Regions from separate parts of the Mus musculus genome. Here region 1 is linked to region 2. A link is a contact called in public promoter capture Hi-C data. All regions are on one chromosome and are shown on one strand. Each heading gives the region's core, a stretch centred on a gene start, on an enhancer-like site or on the middle of the called end of the contact. The rest is flanking DNA. Distances are from core to core; before and after follow the strand shown. Region 1 overlaps Kif6 (kinesin family member 6). Region 2 has its middle 44 kb from the start of Gm30532.

Region 1 (3,942 bases), core at 352-2,851, 670 kb before region 2:
AGCAGTTATTCTAAAAAGTTAAAAAAAAAAAAAACACAAGGCCAACCACAGTACTTAAGACCAACAAGATGTTGCTCTACGGTAGGATGCTTGCCCAGTATGCTTGAGATTCTGGGCTTGAGTCCTGGTACTACAAGCCACAAACCAACCAACACCTCTTCCTTCACAACACACATACACACTTCATCAAAATGATAAAAACCCCATAGTGGTACATATGCAGAAAAAGCACGCAGAGATATCATACGGAGACTTGGTTCTCTTAAAGTGGCAGGATAAACGTAATTTCTACTTTCTTCTTCATGTTTTCTAGCATTTCTAGAACTAGTGTGTGTGTGTGTGTGTGTGTGTGTGTGTGTGTGTGTGTGTGTGTGTGTGTGTGTTTGTGTGTGTGCAATGAAAGAAAGAACAACCAGGTCTGGTGGCACCTGCCATTAATCCAAGGACTCAAAAGGCAGAGGCAGGCGCATCTCTGAGTTCAAGGCCAGCCCGGTCTACATGGAGAGACCCTGCCTCAAAGAAAGAAGGAAAGAAAATAAGAAATGAAGGTAGGAAGGGAAGCAGGAGGGAGGGAAGGAGAAGGGAGGGGGAGAGAGGGGGGAATGTCAAATGAAGTCTCCAAATTATCTTAGATGAAGCAACAGAGACACAATCATTTACTTTTTGAGTCATCTCTCATTGCTCAGGCTATCTGAGGCCCTGGAGCAGAGACACTGATCTTCTTGTGTTCCTATCACTCAGGGGAGCACTTGCTCTGTGAGCCATGACCAGTGCCCACAGACTTGAGGTTTGAAAGCCTCATCCCACCCCACTGTCTCGCAAGGGACCCGAGCTTGTACGGGACACTGTCCCGATGTGCCCCGCAGCATACCTGCAGGCTGGTGGCCTCCTCTGCCCACCAGGCCTCGAACTCTTTCTGCAGCTTGACCTTGGCTTTGTCCATGAGCAGCTGCAGGTGCTCTATCTCCACCTTCAGGGCCTTCAGGTGCATAAAGGCCGTTTTGTACCTGCAGTGGCATGCATTAGAGGAGCTGCAGTGAGATGATGCCTGTACAGCGTGGGTGGGGGAGGCTGCAAGGGGGGAGGGTCTGTGCCCCAGAGGCCTGGCAGAGATGCCCTGGTGAGAGATCAGAGTGGACCACTTTTTGGCTCACTAGGCACAGGGGACCTTCTCCAAGAATAAGAAGTCCTTTTCACTGAACGTGGACTAAGGAGAAGCGTGACGCTTGGTCTTCAGTGTCAGCACGGCTAGATCCCGAGTCACCTAGGAGACGTACCTCTGTAAGGGCTTGGGAGGCTGTTTCCAGAGACCTTTAATGGAGCATGGCTGATGTACCCTGAAGTGGGCAGCACCAGCCCAGGGACTCGAACTCTGGGCAGAGTAAAAGATTAGACAGGCCGAGCATCCATCTTTTGCTCTCTGACTGCAGAGTGTGTGACCTCGTGTTCCTGCCCAGGCCTTCTACGCCCTGATGGAGGGTACCCTTAGACCACGGGAAGAAAGAAACGTTTTTCTCAAGCTGTATTTGCAGTTGCTTTTCACAGCCACGAGGGAAGGAGCTGATGCTGCGAGGGGCAGATGGACAGCCGGGGGAAAACAACAATGGCGCTGGCAGATGGCACAGGGGTGTGGGCAACACTCATGCCTTTGCCGTGAAGCCGTGAGGGAGTGGGGCGCTGTGTGGTGAGTGCGTGTGCATGTGCGTGTGCATGTGTGCGTGTGTGTGCGTGTGTGTGTGCATGTGTGCCTGTGTGCCTGTGTGCCTGTGTGTGTGTTGGGGGGGGGGTTTGCAGTGATGTCACCAGTAACGTGAGGCAGGAAACTGACTTGTTTAGGACCTCCAGCCTTGACATAGAGGATAAATGAATGAATGAGCTCTGCTGCCTGACCCAAGCCTGTGTCTCCTCACCCTGTAAGTAAAATCACTTCGGACCTCTTGATAGCTGGGTGAAGATCTGAGGTTTGCGAGAGCCAGGTTAAGCTTTGATAAAGCCGTGGAGTGAAGCCCACCATGGGCTTCCTGGTTCCTTCAGAGCACTGGTTCTTAATCTTTCTAAGGCTGGGACCCTGTAGTACAGTTCCTCAGGTTGTGGTGACCCCCAAGCATACAATTAGCTACTTCATAACCGAGGCCAGTGTATCAAACCCTTCACCCACTGAGCCACCCCACCAGCTCCAACCTTTCTGGTGGATAAAAATTTGCTTTCTGTTCAGAGACTTGCTGTGGCTGGCAGCTAGATGCTGCGCGGGAGAACATGTTTCATTGCTACTCTTATGAATCATAAATATCCACTATAAAAGGTAAATATCTGATATGCAGGATATCGGATATGCAGGATATCTGACAGGTGGCCCTTGTGGGCGTCGCACTGCCAGGTTGAGAGGCACTGCTGTAGAGGGCACTCGCTGGCAGGACAGGACTCTTCCTCATTCAGTACCCCCCTTCCAGGAGTAGGCCTTGCTTAAGGCTACTCCTGCCCTCTCCTGCGGTTTAAGGCTCCAGGCTGGACACCTTTCCTAAGGAGAAGCTGCAGTCCTGGAGGCCCAAGGAGGCTGTGGTCAGACGCAGGCGGTAACAACCAAGCAAGCAAGCAGCTGCTGGCTCACCTGCCCTTCTCCTCCTCCAGCTGTGCTCGCAGTTTCTCCTCCTGGGGGTCAGGCGTGGAGGCTGGGACAGTGTTCTCTGAGATTCCTGGAGGGGTAAGATGCCAGGAGGTTACGGCAACAAAGAAAGGTAGAAGGAAAAAATGGGGAGGGGCCAATAGCAGAGGTCAAGGGCATCCAAAGACAAAAGGGGTCCGGGGAGTTCTTTTGGGGACCTCTGGGTGGCAGCCTTGGCTTGGCTTCAGAGCCGCCCTCCCTCCAGCCCTGGTGTCTGTCACTGGAGGCAGACCTAATGGCACTTCAGTGCGACTGACTGGCGCCTGTGACCTGGCCTGGATGCTGTGCCCTCTGTGAGGGTGCCTGGCTGTAGGCTGGGTGGGGGTGGGGGGCAGGGGGAGCTCCCTTCTAGCTCGTCTGCTAATTCTCCACCCTTCCAGGGCGTCTGCAATTGTTCAATGCTTCTTAGTCACAGCAGAGGATCTTACAGACCCAGCAGAGTGAAGGCCTCCCCCCTACCTGAGCTGCTGCTCTCCACTCTCACCTCTGCCTCCAGTTCATGCCCCCATGAGCCAATGCCCCATATCCCCTCCTGCTCCTCACCCCTCCCCCACCACCCCAGCCCCCAGTACATACCATTGCTCGTGCACCCTCCCTCCAGAATGAAGGCCTCCCAGCCACCTTCCCCATCCCTGCCACCCGCCCTACCCCTGCCCCCAGCCCATGTGCTTTCTGAACAAAAACAGACTTCACTCTGATGACAACTGTTTGAGGAAGGCATCACTCCTGCATTCCTGATGAGGCTTAAGGAGGTTAATTTGCCAAGCCCTGTGGCTAACTTCCAGATCCTGAGTGCAAATCCCCACTTGTTTGATAGCCAGGGTCCTGAATTCAAAACTCCTAGTAGAACATTTTTTGGTTTTCATTCCTTATCATGTGTGGGGGAAGTGCCTATGTGTCACGGCATGCATTAGAGGTGGTGGTGGTGGGGAAAACTTTCCGGGATCTAGTCGCTCCTTCCACTTTCTCCTGGGTTCCAGGGGTCAAATGCTTTGCCCCACCAACCCCAGAGTTTCTGAGAGATGAACATTGGTTTTCTGTTCACAGGTTTGCTGTGGCCACAGCTCAATGCCGTAGAGAAGAACATGCTTCATGGGTCACAGCTATTTCCACCAACTTTGAGCAGAGACTGTCCCCATTAATGTCCCCTTTCATTGTCACATGGATTCTTTGGAGCAGCACAGAATGTCTTTTCTATTCTGAGGGCCCATCAAATATTCACCACCACCATACTGAGTGAGTCTGGAGTCTCGTTTGAAGGCTGACTTGCCTGGTTCCTT
Region 2 (3,469 bases), core at 17-2,516:
GGTGGTGGCGGGAGCACAGGAGTGTGGTATGACCCTGCCGAGAGTTGGTGGGTTCATTTTTTAAATATTTCCCTCAACACACACCCTCATTTGGACATTTATGAAAATGTCGTCTCTACCAGTTTATGCTAAACTGCAGCCACGAACTTCCCACTACTTCTTAGCCCCGAATCCTTCTGCTTTTCCTTCAAGCCCTCAACACTCACAGGCATACCACATCCTTGATCATGTTCCCTCTTCCAATACTACAGTGGAATCCACGGGTGCAGGCGTTTCTGTGCCTTGTGTTTGTACATACACAGTGCCTTAATCATGTCTGCAACACATGAGTATAACATATATGCAGATCCACAAGGTTTCATGTAGAACAAGCTAACTTCAAACTGGCTCTGTAGCCAAGAACGACCTTGACTTTTCTTACCACTCTGACAAAGGAGCTACATCCTTAGCTCCAAATGCTAACTACATCCTTTTGGAACTCAGATCTACAGCTAAAGCTGCCCACTGTCTGCACAGAGTGTGCTTATAGTTACTATTTCCTGGGCTGTGACCAGTATGACAGATATAAAGACACCAAGTTCCAGAGAATCATTTCTTTCAAGATGAGCTACCTGGACTCTTGGATACAAGGGGCTCTTCGAGGGTCAAAAGAAGTCAAGAAAACATGACAGGATGGTGCTAAGCTAAGCGGGGCTCTAACCTCCAATATGCCACATCCAAGGAAAGACTGCTGATGAAGCCCCTGGAGAACCCTGGGACTTGGGGGTCAGGCTATGTGTTACTTGTGCTGTGCCCACTGTGAAGTCCCTAGGGCAAGAACTGATTAGTTGCCATGTGTCTAAGGTGACATTAGACAGCTACTTCTCACTGTTGTCTTGCTCTCTCCTTGGCCACCCAGAGACCTCTCTTTTTTACATACAAGTCCTTATCATCATTAGATGCTTTGTTGGAGGCTCTTGATTCATGCTCCACCTGCCAAAGCTTTAGAAATATGTGGGCTTGGGGGAGGGGGTTTGGAGCAGAAGAATCATGTAAAGCTACCAGAATCCTCAGTGCCAGAATGTCCTCAGAAAATAAATACTGAATGGATGAATTATGTGTGGCAGGCTGAGATACAGGAAGGATGCCACACTGATGGTGGAGTTTCAGACAAGCTATAAGAAAAGGAGGTGGGGACCTCCTGAAGCTGTTTAGAAGGACATGGGCACAGGAGCAGGAACCTCCCCTTCCTGGCACTGTTGAGGTGATGGGTGGTCCCCAGCCCACACACTGATGTTCAATGGGGCAACAGCAGGTGGTGGCTCATTTTCCCAAAGACTGGTAGGCCTGACAGCTGCTCTGATCTCCTTGTTATTTCTGCCTGGCAGGGAGGAAAGCAGAAGGTGAATTGGGAGGGCAAGGAGCCAGGCTGCACGGGCTGCCTGTGAGAAAATGAGATGTCTGCTGGAGAGGATGAATTCATAAAAGGAACAGACCCTCCTGACCAGGCCCCATTCCTGGTGTGGGAGGTTTTTCCATAGACGTGGCTTCTTAAGGGCGCACTATGGGGTTGCTATGGAGGAGTGGACACATGCGTGTGGGAGCTACTTGCTTATGACAGAGAGAGCCAAATGCCTTTTTTGGGGACCCAGAGGCAAGTCAAGGATAGCCTACTCTCCTTAATTCAATAATACACACTATGAGTCATGAGGCCTCTTACTTCAGCAGGCATCTGTTTGGTAGGCAGGGGAGAAGTCTGATAGTGGGAATGCACCACTGTACTAGTTAGTTTCAAAGCTGCTGCTGTAAATATATATCTATCTCTATCTCTCTATCTCTCTATCTCTCTATCTATCTATCTATCTATCTATCTATCTATCTATCTATCTACCTACCTACCTACCTACCTACCTATCTATCTATCTATCTATCTATCTATCTATCTATCTATCTATCTATCTATCTATCTATCTATCTTACTAACCCAAAAGCAACATGGGGAGGAAAGGGTTTTCATGGCTCACAATTCCAGGGTACGGTCAATGACTTTTCTGGGAGTCAAGGTGGGATTCAGGCAGCTATTCACATTAGATGCATAGGCAAGAACAGGAGCTTGCTACTTTCCTGTTGCTGCCATGAAGCATGGTGATCAAGGCAGTTTATTGAAGAGTTCATTTTGGCTTATGACCCCAGAAGTAGAACATGGAAGAAGTCCATCCAGGTAGGGAAACATGGCAGCAAGAGGCAGCAGCAATGGAACCTCAAACAAGAAGCTGGGCGCTCACACCCTGAACCACAAGCGAGAAGCAAAGAGAGCAAACTGGAAGTAAGCAAGGTTCCTGATCTCCCTGAAGGCTTCTCTTAGTTTGGGTTTCATTGCTGTGAAGACACAGCATGACCAAGACAAACTCTTCTACGGCAAGCACTTGATTGGGGCTGGCTTATACTTTCAGAGGTTCAGTCCATTATCAGAATGGTGGTGGGAGCATGGCATTGTGCAGGCAGACATGGCACTGGAGGTTTTACGTCTTGATACACAGGCACCCAGGAGGAGGGTCTCATCTGCACCTGGTGCAGCCTGAGCATAGGAGGAGACTTCAAAGCCTGCCTACACAGTGACACACTTCCTCCAACAAGGCCACACCTCCTGATAATGCCACTTCCCATGGGCCAAGCGTATTTCAACCACCACAAGGTTGTAGGACCTAAACCTCCCCAAACAGTTTCACCACCTGGAGACCAGGTTTTCAAATGCTTCATCTTATGAGCGGACATTTCTTATACAAACCAACACAAGCAAAGAAACCAGTGCACGCTGCCTGCTTGTGCTTCTGATCCAAGAGCTTTCTTCCCATTGTATACAGGAAACAGTGCTGCCCACACGCAGGATGGGTCTCTCCACCCGCACTTGGCAATAAAGACAATCCTCCTCCATAGGCCAGCCTCATCTAAGGAATTCTTCATTGTGACTCTCTTCCCGAGTGCTTCTAGGTTGTGTTTTGTTTTGTTTTGTTTTGTTTTACAACTTCCTAGCACACCTTGGGTTATGTGGTTCTGGGGATCAAATCCATGGCTTTGTACATGCAAGGCACACAATCTACAAGTTGAGTTACATCTCCATCCCTGGTGCTAAATAACATCATTTTTAAAAATTTTAGGTTATTTTATCATTTTGTGTGCATGCGTATTTTGCCTATGAATATGTCTATGGAGCACATGTGTGCTTGGTGCCCAGAAATGAGAAGCCCCTGATTTCCCTGGGATTGGAGTTACAGATAGTTGTGAGCTTCCCTGTGGTGCTGGAACTAGAACCTGGGTCCTCCGTAAAAGCAGTCAGTGTTCTTAAGCACTGAGCCAACTCTCCAGCCCCCAAATGCAAATTATTATGGAACACATATCTACAGGTGCCCACTGTCTCTGAATAGAGTGTGCCCACAATGGCTATTGTGTGGGCTTTGATCAGCAAGACAGTTATAGTGATTCTTCCAGA

Evidence for each region. Promoter capture Hi-C pulls out the DNA fragments that hold promoters and counts their contacts.
Region 1: a promoter capture Hi-C map of hippocampal neurons shows a contact between it and region 2, with 2.4 times the contacts expected there. The contact joins two enhancer-like sites. A contact is called at or near these places in 1 of 39 promoter capture datasets (hippocampal neurons), 1 of 15 datasets of contacts at CTCF or cohesin (large pre-B cells), 1 of 115 datasets of contacts at active chromatin or transcription factors (embryonic basal ganglia) and 1 of 9 other capture datasets (embryonic stem cells).

What each region holds. Positions count from the first base shown.
Region 1 is chr17:49,888,755-49,892,696 of GRCm38.p6, reverse strand. It overlaps Kif6 (kinesin family member 6), which reads right to left. Exons shown (of 23, transcript NM_177052.3): 17 at 2,609-2,693; 18 at 872-1,007. Among named protein-coding and RNA genes, the nearest start is that of Gm16555, 69 kb to the right of the region's middle. Within about 2 kb of position 1,601, at least 8 of the 459 cell types and tissues checked have an H3K27ac peak or open chromatin away from gene starts, as enhancers often do. A contact at or near this core is called in hippocampal neurons, where this site is marked.
Region 2 is chr17:49,217,863-49,221,331 of GRCm38.p6, reverse strand. No RefSeq gene overlaps it. Among named protein-coding and RNA genes, the nearest start is that of Gm30532, 44 kb to the left of the region's middle. Within about 2 kb of position 1,266, at least 9 of the 459 cell types and tissues checked have an H3K27ac peak or open chromatin away from gene starts, as enhancers often do. A contact at or near this core is called in hippocampal neurons, where this site is marked.